Linked DNA regions of Mus musculus: region 1 is linked to region 2. Evidence: chromatin contacts called from public ChIA-PET data. All regions are on one chromosome and are shown on one strand. The core of a region is the stretch at or near the end of the contact, and the rest is flanking DNA. Distances in the headings are between cores, read along the strand shown.

Region 1 (5,925 bases), core at 3,030-5,529, 570 kb before region 2:
ACTCAGGAGAGTTAAAATTAATACATAGGTGATGATAATGACATTCATAGGATACTGTCTGTCAGGAAGGTTTTCAGTTTTATCCTTGTAGCAGCCCTAAGGTAGGTGGGACACTACTCTCAATGACAGACGAGGAGCTTCTGCAACTAGATCTGACTCGGCTCCGGTGAGCCACAGTAATGCCACGGCTTACTTCAGGAAGCTTGGCCTCAAAGTTTATGCTCTCGACCATACCACAGCCTCTCTTTTAAAGTCTTAGGCTCTTCAAATTACTGGAACAAAATGACTTAAGATACACACTTGACTCCTCTGAATAAGGCAGGTACATTTTTTGGAGGGATTCTATTTGGTGTTCCCTTAGATAACCTGTAGCCTATGAAAGTTCCCATTTCACTTCCTCACATTTTCCTACTAAAAGTTATCAGTTATATACTTGGCCTAGATATCTAAAATGGGCAGATCAAGGTATAATCATCTATGACCAACTGGAATAATTCTTTTGATGCTCTTTCATCTTTACTGATACAATGCCTCGCCACAATGGAATCTCAGACATAGTCTCTGACCTCGCACAGGTTTACCACATATATCCAAGAAGCTTCCTTTAAACTCTCTCATTGCATGGATCCCAATGAAACCATTATAACTTTGCTCTATCACAAAACCTAAAATTCAGGCTGAAGAGATGGCTCAGCAGTTAAGAGCACTGACTGATCTTCCAGAGGTCCTGAGTTCAATTCCCAGCAACCACGTGGTGGCTCACAACCATCTGTAATGGAATCTGATGCCCTTTTCTGGTGTGTCTGAAGATAGCTACAGTGTATTCATATAAATAAAAATAAATAATTTTTAAAAAAATCCTGAAATTCAGTAATAGGATTCTTTTATCTGTAAAGCACTCTACAAATTACAAAGCTCTCTCTTATATACTATCTACACATCCCTGTAAGAGGCAGGAATTATAATCTCCATTTTTGCTTTAAAGAAATGAAGTGAGTTGAGACACCCTGCTGACTGAAGCATCCTACCTGGGCTGTTCTGCGCTGTCAGCCAGCCAGCGCTCTCTTCACCCACTCCTCCTTTCTATCGTCATTTTAGGCAATAGCCTTGGTTCTCCTAATATTCTTGCTGACCTAAAATCATGTTTCTATAAAAAGGAGGGCTACATAAGACCTATGTGCTAGCTACCTGCAATGACAGGAACTGGAACTCAGCTTTCTTCAGGTCAAACTCTAAGAAAGCAAACATTTATTTTCACAAATACATAGGAATGCTTCTTCTGGACTAGATTCATCAGATGAAGAAAAATGGTTGTTGGCTGATGAGGCCATCTAACGAGGATGAGGATAATTTCACATGGGGTTATCTCTCAAGGAAATGAGCAGGGCACAATGGCAGGATAAGGAGGCAGAGAGCTTATTTACACAGGTGGTCAGGGGAGGCCTCCACAGATAGGCGACATTCACAACTGATTTCCTTTTTTTATTTAGTTTTTTGTTTTGGTTTTCCAGACAAGCTTTCTCTTTGTAGCTCCAGCTGTCCAGACATCACTCTGTAGACCAGGTTGGCCTTAGAACTTAGAGATCTGCCTGCCTCTGCCTAGTGCTACTGCTAGGATTAAAGGTGTGTGCCACAGTGCTAAGAACTGATTTCTTAAATAACATAGCCAGCCATGAGACGAGGCCAGAAAAGAACATGTGAATTAAGAATCTGTAACTTGTGAAGTTTCTTCTTAGCTATGGGTTGTAAGAGCTTTTGAGCAGGAAGCTAACCATCCTATTTCCAAACTGAAAAGGGCTCGAATTCCACATTTTAAAGATATATTCAGCAAGGCCTGGGAAATCAGTCACTTTGCAATAGTCCCACTCCAATTTTACAGTACAAAGGAATTGACTAAAATATCAATGAAGACTCCTAATCTTGTCTTTTGAAGTTTGAATCCCACACTTTTTTTTCTTAACACCCATCCTGTTAAGCTAGTAATTTATAGTTTAGACCCTGAAGTTCACCAGTTTTATCCACATCAAGTTTAAACTGTGGGAATGATGCCAGAATACCACAGGTGGATGGTTTTTATCTAGTTACTGTTCATTAGCTTTCCCATGTCCTGGCCAAATGTCTGCAAAGGATGCTATCTACGTGCATCTGGATGGTGAGGCACCAGTTCATATTTATGGAGATTAGGAGCAGAGCTGCTTCTCTGGTAGAGGGAGCCAGGGACATTCAAATTCCTAGAATTACCCTGGGCACCACCTTTCCCTCCTCTGCTTGCCTTTCCAAAGCAACCTGATGTAGGTATGCTGACAATCAGGTCAGTTGCAAGCTGGTGTGGTGCACCTGTAATTTAGGGAACTTGCTTTTAAAAGCTACTATTAGTATGAGCTGAAAGGCAGTATTCATCTAGTACAGCTTTGGAGAAGTGGCAATAAAGACTCAGTTTCATAAAACATAAAACACCTAGAGACTACGACATAATTAAGTCATACAAAAGGCTCACCAGTATCTACTATGAACCCAAAGTAGGAAATCCAACTCATTAAAAAACAATAATTCTACCTCTCAAAAATATGAGAAATCCAGACATTTCATAGCAGCTATTAACAAGGAACAACAGATTTTCTTTCCAAACCTTATCAGTTCTTGGACCAATCCTGTTAAGCCTTAAAATGTAAACCATGCTTTCCTGCATGTATTTAATCAACATGAACTATATTCAAGGCTGTGTAAAATAAGAGCTGTTCAGGGCATTTTCCAGCCCTTAAGGAGTTTACCATCTGATTTATTTGCCAAGATACAGATTTACAGTTTGAGATTTTTACCACTGATCAGCAAATGTCCACCAGTGCACAGGAGAGGGAGTGAAGGCCATGACAGAGTGCCCAGCCTTTTTAAACATCTTCATGTATTTCCTCTCAAACCTGATAATATCCGCCAGAGTTGACAGGTTAGTACGAAACCAGCTTATTCCTTACAAAATTTGCTCTTTTACTGATAAAGGTATTTAGATTATCTTTGGTCTCTATTTTGGTAAAATCTCTCTTAAAATCTCCATGTTTCAAGAAAAAAAAAAATTTAAAGGCAAGAGCCACCACAGTGAACTCAAAAATGTCCCAGTCTTAATAGATGCATATTCACTATACCTGTATAGACTTAAGGAAGTGTAAAACTGTAGAACTTTTCTTTTTTCTTTTTTTTTCCAGGATGAAAAAAAAAAAAAAGGCAATTTATACCTCACCTTTCTTCACCCCTGACAGTTGCCTGGAAACCAGTCCTGCCCTACCTGTGCTACAGGTGTACCTCCCGTCACATCTCTTTTAAAGCTACAGTCTCTATTCTTACTACACTTAAGTTTATGACTAACAATCTATTCACATTTTTATCAGGTAGGAGACTGGTTTCTTTCAAGCAATGATGAAATCCTAATAAAGACTGAGGAAGCACCCATCCAGCACCACCAATCACGATTAATTTGAACAAAGATAGGATATACGTATAAAAACAGGATACTGCCAAGGAGCCTTGGCGTTTGAACAGTTCTGTCTGCATTTTCACTCCTTTAATATATAAGTCATTTAAGGCAAAGAATCATGTTTCTGGAGAGGAAAAGGCCACGGAACAACTCGGATGAATTAAAACAAATATTTTTTTTTAAAGGGGAATGACCTTCGTCGCCGAGTCTCACCGAGACTCAAGACTGGTACCAACCAGGGACTAGCAATCTCCGAGCCCACCCGCGACAGCTTCTCGCAGAAGCTTTCCGGGCCGGACCGACGGGTGCGCGGGGTGAGAGGGAAGATGGAGGGGGCCGCAGCAGTTCCACCGCATCCCTGGGCCGCAGCTGCACCGGGAAGACCGTGGAGCCGCCGCTCCGGAGCCCCAGGCTGTGGAGACGTGTCGTGTGCGCGCCGGTGCATGGCCCCGGCGAGAAGCCGAGGGCGCCCGCGGCCCGCCGCTCCTCACGCACCCCGGCCCATCCCGGGAAGCGGAGTGCCGGAGGCTCCGGCTCCAGCCCACCGCCCGTCCGCCCGCCCTCCGCGCCCCGGCCCCACGTCTCCCGACGCCCGCCAGGCCCCTTACCCCAAGGGAGCGGGACCCCGCGGCGCCCTCCCGCGCATGTCCGTCCCGGCTGGCTCAGCGCCGCGGGCTTAGGGGCCCGAGCATCGCGCAGGCGCCTCGCCGCTCTCTTGCCCTCGCTCTTTCTCTCTGCTCGCTCGCAGGCTATGCTCGCGCTCGCTCGCTCGCACAGCTCACGCTCCGCGCCTCGCACTCGGCCGCCGACGCCGGCGCAGCCGACGCCCGTATTTATACGGTGAGCGACAACGTGACGTCAACGCCCGCAGCCCCGCCTCCTTCACGCAGCCAATCCGGGCGGGCGGACGCTTAAAGGGGCGATGCCGCTACCGAAGAGTTTGCGTGGGGCCCGCCGGGCGGCGCTAGCAGCCTCGTCTCCTGAGGGGACGTTTCTATTTGGGCCGCCTCTGTGCGAGCTGCCTAGCCTAAGGACACCGAGTTTTCCTTAGAAGGTTGTGAGCGGCCCTGTTTCCATCCCCGGGGAGGGAAGTGACGCTGAGATGCACTTGGATCCAAGAAACTCAGGGAGCGGGAGAAAATGGGGATTGGAGAGGAGAGGGGCACCCCGAGGTGTATATATGTGTGTGTGTGTGTATGTATGTATGTATGTATGTATGTATGTATGTATGTATGTATGTATGTATGTATATCGAGGGATGGTCGAGGGATGGCGAGGAGAGTGATGAAGAACGGAGGGGGACGGTGAGGAACAACGAGGGACTGCTGTGATGATGCGAGAGAGATGAAGGGCGCTACAACCAGGGATGGATGACCATGAAGAAAGTGGTCTCTGGGAAAGAGGGCAGCGGACTGAGGGGCAGTAAGGGACAAAATGCGTCTGAAGACAGGAAGGGGCAGGGAGTGTCTGGCTAAGGACAATAAGGGATGGAGGGGCAGTGAGGAGCAGTGTGAGGCACTGCGGGACTTATAGAGAACCTCACTAATTGATCTAGGTAGTTAAGGGACGGTGTGGGAAAGGAAGGGACAGAATGGAAAGGTGAGGGGCAGCGCAGAAAGGTGAAGGACAAAGGGGACTGGGCAGTGGGCCATGCTGTGTGGGCAGGATCAGGGAGGCCTCACTCCAGGCTCCTCTGTACTTGGCTTGGCCTCCAGCAAGGCTAGGCTGATCCCGGGCACCTCCCCCAAACCTGCCCCCAGCCCTCTTGGCTTACCTGTCAAAGTGCTGTTCTCCATGTCTTTTGGCCCCAGGGTGGCCGCTGATGCCCAAGGACAAAACGCCATCAAGTCTACAGGGAGGAGGGTTCGTGGGGCAGAAATCCGGTGATGCAACTTAGGTTTATAGTTTAACCGTAAAATAAATAATACAATGATAAACCAGAGTAGTTCAAGAAAAAAGGCAAACAGACAGAAGCCCTCCAGTTTGGACTAGTACAAATTCCTCTTAATGGCACTCCACAGAGTAGAGAGCGCAGACCTATGGCTGACCTCTGTGGTCCGCACACAGAGCCCTTCCTGCACTGCAGCAAGAATGCCTGATAGTTATAGGCTTAGCACCACCTAATTGAGCCAGTTTAACATATGGAATGAGGTGCTGGCCTCATTATCTGGTTAACTATTAACTTTGTGCCCCACGAACCAAGTTGCTTCTTCCAGTATTGACTTGATTTTTTTTTTTAATTGAACTCAAAGGCCTTAACTTTAAACTCAAGGCCTGATGCACTGGATTTTTAAAAAGAAAAGAAAACTCTAAAGTCTTGCTTTGCCCACTCTCAGCGGCAGGCTACCAGGATGTTAGAAGGTTCCTCCCCTCTTTCTGATGGTCCCTACTGGCCTGTAGGGGCTGCTGGGTTGCTTCCACACCCACGCTCCTAGCAATTCAATTCTCCCATCTTT
Region 2 (6,537 bases), core at 2,514-5,013:
GGACCTGGCTGTGGATACTGTCTTCTTTTTCAAAAACTTGGTTTACTACCCACTAAGTGAAAAAGTACTGGAATATAGCCGGGCGTGGTGGCACACGCCTTTAATCCCAGCACTTGGGAGGCAGAGGCAGGCGGATTTCTGAGTTCGAGGCCAGCCTGATCTACAGAGCGAGTTCCAGGACAGCCAGGGCTACACAGAGAAACCCTGTCTCGAAAAAACAAAAACAAAACAAAAAAAAAAAAGTACTGGAATATTTTATTTCTTGATTTAGTTAACCTTTTTGGCTCAAATTGGCTTCTGGATACTCCAGTCTGTTTTCAACAAAACCCTGACAGAGTCTACACTGACCGGAAGGTACATGAGTATATACCCACTAAGTAAATACGTTTGAACTGTTTGCGCTACGCCGTAAAGGTGCTCAACCTTAAGGACTATGAGACAAGCTTTCAGACCTAAAGTGAATTAGCAATGGCTTTCTTAAGAATGACCACTCTAGAATAGACATCTGCCCCCTCTAACTGGTCATTGCATCCATGACAATAAACTCCTGGGAGGCATTTATCAACAGATTATTTATGAAATTGCACATAAATTCAGAAGACTCTGAGGAGGAATCCACAATCTTCTGTGTCAATCTGTATACACAGTCAAATTTTTGCTAGCCTCCAGTTTATTAAAAAAAAAAAAATGGGGCTGGTGAGATGGCTCAGTGGGTTAGAGCACCCGACTGTTCTTCCGAAGGTCCAGAGTTCAAATCCCAGCAACCACATGGTGGCTCACAACCATCCGTAACAAGATCTGACTCCCTCTTCTGGTGTGTCTGAAGACAGCTACAGTGTACTTACATATAATAAATAAATAAATCTTTAAAAAAAAAAAAAAAAAAAAAAAAAAAAAAAAATGAAGCCATAAGCCATTCTCTCAGGTTCCTGTTTATTAATATTGATATGATTTTTGAAAACAGTATTGGAACACAGCACCACTACCTAACAAAACTACTGATTTTAGTGAGACTTTCAACCCAACTTCTCCTCAGCCTCTTTGGCAGAGTGGGTGTCTAAATCCCAGAGGAAATCTCTAATGCTAGGATTTTACTTTCTGTAAGTTTATTTTTTTAATGATACTAAAAAAATTCTTAAAGAGCTGCTGGTGTATATAGTTTCCTACACCTGGAATGCAAATAAGCCCCTATTTTGTTTTCTAGTTTAAGACAAACTACACTTCTCACAGAAAGAAAGAGCATCAATTCAAAGGAGTCCTTGGAAGACACAATGTGAAAATACCCCTGATAACAGAACAAATTAATGTCAAGACACAGCCAATAACATAATAAGGCTGCGACGCAAGTGTGCCTGTCAAAGGGCATCTGTATTAGCAGCCTGGGGAAGTGGCATTTGCAGAAAGGCACAGCGGCTGTGTTTAAAAGAAAATCATTAAGCCTCAGCCGTTAATCCCCTCCCCCATCCTCTTCACTGGATCGTCAAAGCAATTAACCAGTAGAAGGTGCTATTCTGCAAGCCACATGTATTCACATTAACCTCCATCCTTGGCCCAGAGCAGGATTTAGCCAGGTGGACTCTCAGTCCGGTCCAGCATTCCAGGGGGCCTCTACCTCAGTCCCCAACCAGAAAACCAGATCTTTTCTTAAAACACTATTGAGGGGAAAAACTATATTGATAAGTCAAGGATCAAGGACCATCAATCAAATCAATTTCTCTCTCCCTCTCTCTCTCTTACACACACACACACACACACACACACTCACACACACTCACACAAAATACTGCAACATATTAACCTCAAATAGTCTTTATCATTTTAACTGAGACAACCTATTTCTACTTATAAAGGCCCCAGTCACACTCAGCAAAATAAAAATCAAGTGAACAAATCTGCCCCTAACAGAGCCAGGGGTCTCAAGGAATGGAAAGCAGAGAGTGCAAGACCACCATGACAGAGTTGATCTTTACACAGATGGAAAAGAGCAAGCAGCAGAAAGCAGGGCTGCAAAGGCAGGGAGGGAAACAGGAGTCTTCTGAAAGCGTTCCACAGTGTCCTTTAGTGTCCCATGTACTCATCTGCCTTGCAAGGTTGCAAAAAAAAAAAAAAAGGCAGATGTGAAATGGGTGAAAGAAAACTGAACAAGAAAAGCACCTTCCCATCCCCCATCTCCTCTCATCCCTCCCCAAAAGAGCCGTGTTTGTCTGTGCAAACCTAGCCCCAAATATGGGAGAGAGAGAATGGATATCTGTATGGAAGAACAATGAGCCCTCTGCCTGGTTGTGTGTGTGTGTGTGTGTGTGTGTGTGTGGTGTGTCTGTGTCTCTGTGTGTGTCTGCTTCTGCCTCTGCCTCTTCCCTTCGACCTCAACAACAGAGAAAACTGGAAGGCAGGCTTTCACCCAGACTAGGCCATCAAAATCAAAAACGGTTTGCAATTTAGAGTGGAATTAACTCAGCAAGCAAATCCATGGAAGGAAATATCTCGCCAAAGATGATTTTATTATTGTATAGATAATCCTCTCCCTCCCCTCCCCCATCAGACTGAGACTAAAGAAACCAGTGTACACCAGACAAAAAGGTCTCTCTTTAAATGGAAAGCAATTATAAAAGCTATTTGAAATCTAACCTAGGATGTATTATTCATTTGAGCTGCACTAAATGTCTGTTTTGTAATCCACCAAGCTCACACTCACTAGTTAATCTGTTTTGTTTTGTTTAGTCTTAAGAATTGCTTTGCAGAAGGCTATTTCAAGATTCATACAAAACTACTTTTTCAGAGCCACCTTAAAATAGCAGCACATACTGAAACATTTAAAGCACCCAGTTTCTCAAGGGCACATTCTGCTGAAATCAATGTTTGAAGTCTGTAATCAAAAAAAAAAAAAAAAGTAAGCAAACCTTGGAAAAGAGACAGAGGATAATGACTATTCAACAATGAATCATTTTATTTTCATTTCAACAACTTCTCAAGCGAACAGTTTCAAAGGAAACCTGCAATACTCCCTCAACACAACACACACCCCATTCGATGTAAAACTACCTTCTTCCCATAACCCTAAAAAAATATAAAGAAAGAAAGAAGGCACCCTCCTTCAGACAGCAGAACTTAAAATCATGACAGAATTCTACGCCGCTCCAAGTGGTATTTGGTTCCCTAATTTTGGAATCACAGAGCCTGAGAAGAGAGACACAAAGGAGGAGTCTTCCTCCTAATGTGAAATGAGACTTTAATGAGTCCGTTCCCAGACCCCCACATTCACAAATATCCAAGAAATGCACAGCTTCGGGTCCTTCCCTCTCACAGTTGAGCTGCTCAGCTAGTGGCGTGTAACAGTTTAACCTCAGACTAGTTCCAGAGCGTGCCTAAGAAGCCAAGAGAGAGCAGGGGTCAAGAAGCACGTAGTACAGTCACCTGGCTCGCACAGGACCAAAGGCAGCGTCCGGCCCATGGTTCCCCGAGGGCTCGCCTCCACTCTCACCCTTCGCATTCCGCCTCGGCTTTCCCGGCCGAGCCCCACCGCCCACCCAGAGCACTCCGACCCCAGAAAGAGGGGCCGAGGAGGGGCGCCCGCGGCGCGGCGCTGACAACTTGGACACTTACCTTCCCCTCGGGCGCTACACCATCAATGAGAGGGGTGGCGGCCGGGCTCCGGGGAAAGTGCAGGGACCGGGAGGGAGGCCGCGGGGGCCGGCGGCGGACCGAGGGCGGTGGGCGCGGGGCCGAAGGGGCCGGCCCGCGGGGATGCGACACCGGGGGGCTGCGGGGCTTCCCTGCCGGGACTTCGACCTCCTCGGGTGGGCCAAGCCTTCAGCAGTGGGAGCCCAGGACCATGTCTGGTTTTGTGGATTTTTTTTTCCCAGAGGGCGAGTGGCTCCCACCGGAGGATGGTAGGGTTTTTTTTTTTTTTTCCTACCCCTCAACTAGGAGAGAAAATGAGGCGGAAACAAGGTGGGGAGCGCGTGAGGGGACGAGGCGCGGGGAAGGAGGCGGGGACCGAGGCCCGGCGGGGCGAGAGGCTGCGGAGCGCGGGGGGCGGCTCGCGAGCGTCTGTGGGAGCAGCGGCACCTCCGCGATGGTGGCGGAGCCGCGGGGCTGCTGCGCCGACCCGCCGCCCACTCCGCGCTCGGGCCCGGCCCACCTCGCAGTATCGACCATCACCATTGGTCTGTCTCTTCGTGACGTCAGTAGAGGACGGGCCAATAGGAGGCGGAAGGCGGGCCTGGGGGCGGGATGTTTGCTCCAGCTCGCTCTTCCATTTTCTTTTTTTTTTTTTTTTTTCTTTTTTTCCTCCTTTTTTTTCTTCTCTCTCTCTTTTTTTTTTTTTTTCTTCCTTTTTAATAAAATGAGCAGAAGGCAAGGCAAGGGGAGAGGCCAGGCTTTGGTGGCGGCGCGGCCGAGCCCTTAGTGCACGCTCCGGGCGGCGGCCGGAACCTGGGAGATGGGCTCCCCGCCCCAGGCGCGGCTTTGTGCTTGGTCCGCCCTGCTCGGCCACAGGCAGAGCTCCCAGCGGCCAGCCCTGTACTGACCCTCGGGATGGTCTACCTCAAGCGGGTCGGTCTTAGGGGTGGGCTTGGCGACTGTCCCCTTGCTCTTATTATTACCAGAGCCATAATTGCTTATTTCATTTAAGAGACAGATTCCTATTCCTTGAGGTTCAAGGGGAGCTACAGAGTGGATTCGAAGTTATTTGTTCTGATGGGTAGTTCATAATGTTTTAAAAATAATGTTTGACCGAAACTGAAGTGAAAAAAAAAAAAGAAAAGAAAATGTGAATTGGTGAATTGTGCTGCTTATTGATGAGAATAATAAAAGGCCTCATTAAGTAATAAAGAACAGGGCTCAACTGCTCTTTGCAGAAGACCCCACTTCGGTTACCAGCACCCACATCAGGCTGCTAAAGCTGCCTGTAACTACAGCTCTGAGAAATCCAACACTCCTCTAGCCTCCATGTGCACAAACCTACACACACACACACACACATATGACTTTAAAAAAAAATAGTAATAAAGAACAGACCATTACGACGGAGAGTCTTTTAAAGAGAGCAGTAGCTGTGCCCTGTTGGGGGAGGGGAGGCGTAGACTAGTTTCACCAAGGCCTGGTGGCTCTTACCTGTTATCTTAACACTAGAGAGCCAGAGGCAAGAAGATCTTAATTAAAGGTTAAGGCCCACCTGGTCTACAGTGTGAGTTGCAGGCCAGTCAGAGCTACATTTGGAAACTCTGTCTTAAAAATGCCAACAAAAAAGGAAAGGAAAATCCAAGTATCACCTTTAAAAAATATTACTATATTCCCACTATGCTCAAAGACATTATCACCATGTGTACCACATACTATAAGCCTGAGCCAGGGCAAGCCAATGCTCCCATTCTACTTAATATAATTTATAGGATCGTGGGGTTTGGAATTTTAATTATAATTACCAGTTTTTGAAATGCATATCATGTTTATTGAGTTCTTTCACAGACTCTGGCATGAGTCCAGGGCGAATCATCAGCCTATTGTTAGTTTGTTAATATTCTGTAAATGCTTATTGGTGTCCTTAAACCATACACTCTTCTCAGAGGAGTTAAGGTCTGTATATAATAGAATAATTAAAGGATAGAGCTTGGCTTAAAATAATTCACCCATCTATTTCAAATAGAGGGATAATTTTCTCTTTGGAGTGTCTATTCAGATTATAATTCCCACATCCAAAAGTTCCTTTTAAAAATAATTTCAACTAGCAGATGTCATTGAACTGTACGGCCCAAGAGATCTGAAAGGAAATGGGGTCTTTTTTTAATTTAACATTTTTTTTCTTCATAAGGGGTATATGCATGCTACAGTGATCCCAGGAAGGCTTTTGGGGGTCTTGGGTCTCTCTAGTCCACTCTCCACGGACTCCAGGTTTGCAGTTCAGGCAGTTAAGCTTGGCAGTAAGAGCCTTTTTACCTGCTGAGTCTCCAAGGCCCACAACTAAGCCTTACCACTTACTACCTTTCAACAAGAAAAAACTCTTCCCTTTCAAATAAAATGAGAACTTGGGAATAAAGAGCTGGCTCGATGTCTAATAATGTTTGCTGCTTGCTCTCCCAGAGGTCTGAAGTGCAATTCCCAGCATCCATGCAGGGCAGCTCACAAGTGCAGCAACGTCAGCCGCTGGGTCTCTGACACACTCTTCTGGCCTCTGCATTACCTGCACACATATGTGCATACACAAATTAAGAAACACAAACATGGGGCTGGTGAGATGGCTCAGTGGGTAAGAGCACCCGACTGTTCTTCCGAAGGTCAGGAGTTCAAATCCCAGCAACCACATGGTGGCTCACAACCATCCGTAACGAGATCTGACTCCCTCTTCTGGAGTGTCTGAGGACAGCTACAGTGTACTTACAATAAATAAATAAATAAATCTTTAAAAAAAAAAAAAAAAAAAAAAAAAAAAAGAAACACAAACATATATATAAATAAAATATGAATTAAATTAATGATGGCTAAAAAAGAAATGAGGAAGATAGCTAATGATTTTTTAATATTATTTATTTTTTACTT

Evidence for each region. ChIA-PET counts read pairs in DNA pulled down with a chosen protein or histone mark.
Region 1: a contact with region 2 is called in an RNA polymerase II ChIA-PET map of memory CD8 T cells, with 25 read pairs. The contact joins the promoter of Errfi1 here to the promoter of Rere in region 2. A contact is called at or near these places in 12 of 39 promoter capture datasets (the 3T3-L1 cell line, 3T3-L1-derived adipocytes, the HPC-7 cell line and 7 more), 1 of 484 Hi-C or Micro-C datasets (granulocyte-monocyte progenitors), 4 of 115 datasets of contacts at active chromatin or transcription factors (astrocytes, embryonic forebrain, embryonic hindbrain and 1 more) and 2 of 9 other capture datasets (adipose tissue and macrophages).

The regions. Positions count from the first base shown.
Region 1 is chr4:150,853,424-150,859,348 of GRCm38.p6, reverse strand. Errfi1 (ERBB receptor feedback inhibitor 1) reads right to left here and starts at 4,279. Exons shown (of 4, transcript NM_133753.2): 1 at 4,078-4,279. 1700045H11Rik (RIKEN cDNA 1700045H11 gene) reads left to right here and starts at 4,400. Exons shown (of 4, transcript NR_040649.1): 1 at 4,400-4,523.
Region 2 is chr4:150,279,142-150,285,678 of GRCm38.p6, reverse strand. It overlaps Rere (arginine glutamic acid dipeptide (RE) repeats), which reads right to left and starts at 3,763. Exons shown (of 23, transcript NM_001085492.1): 1 at 3,604-3,763.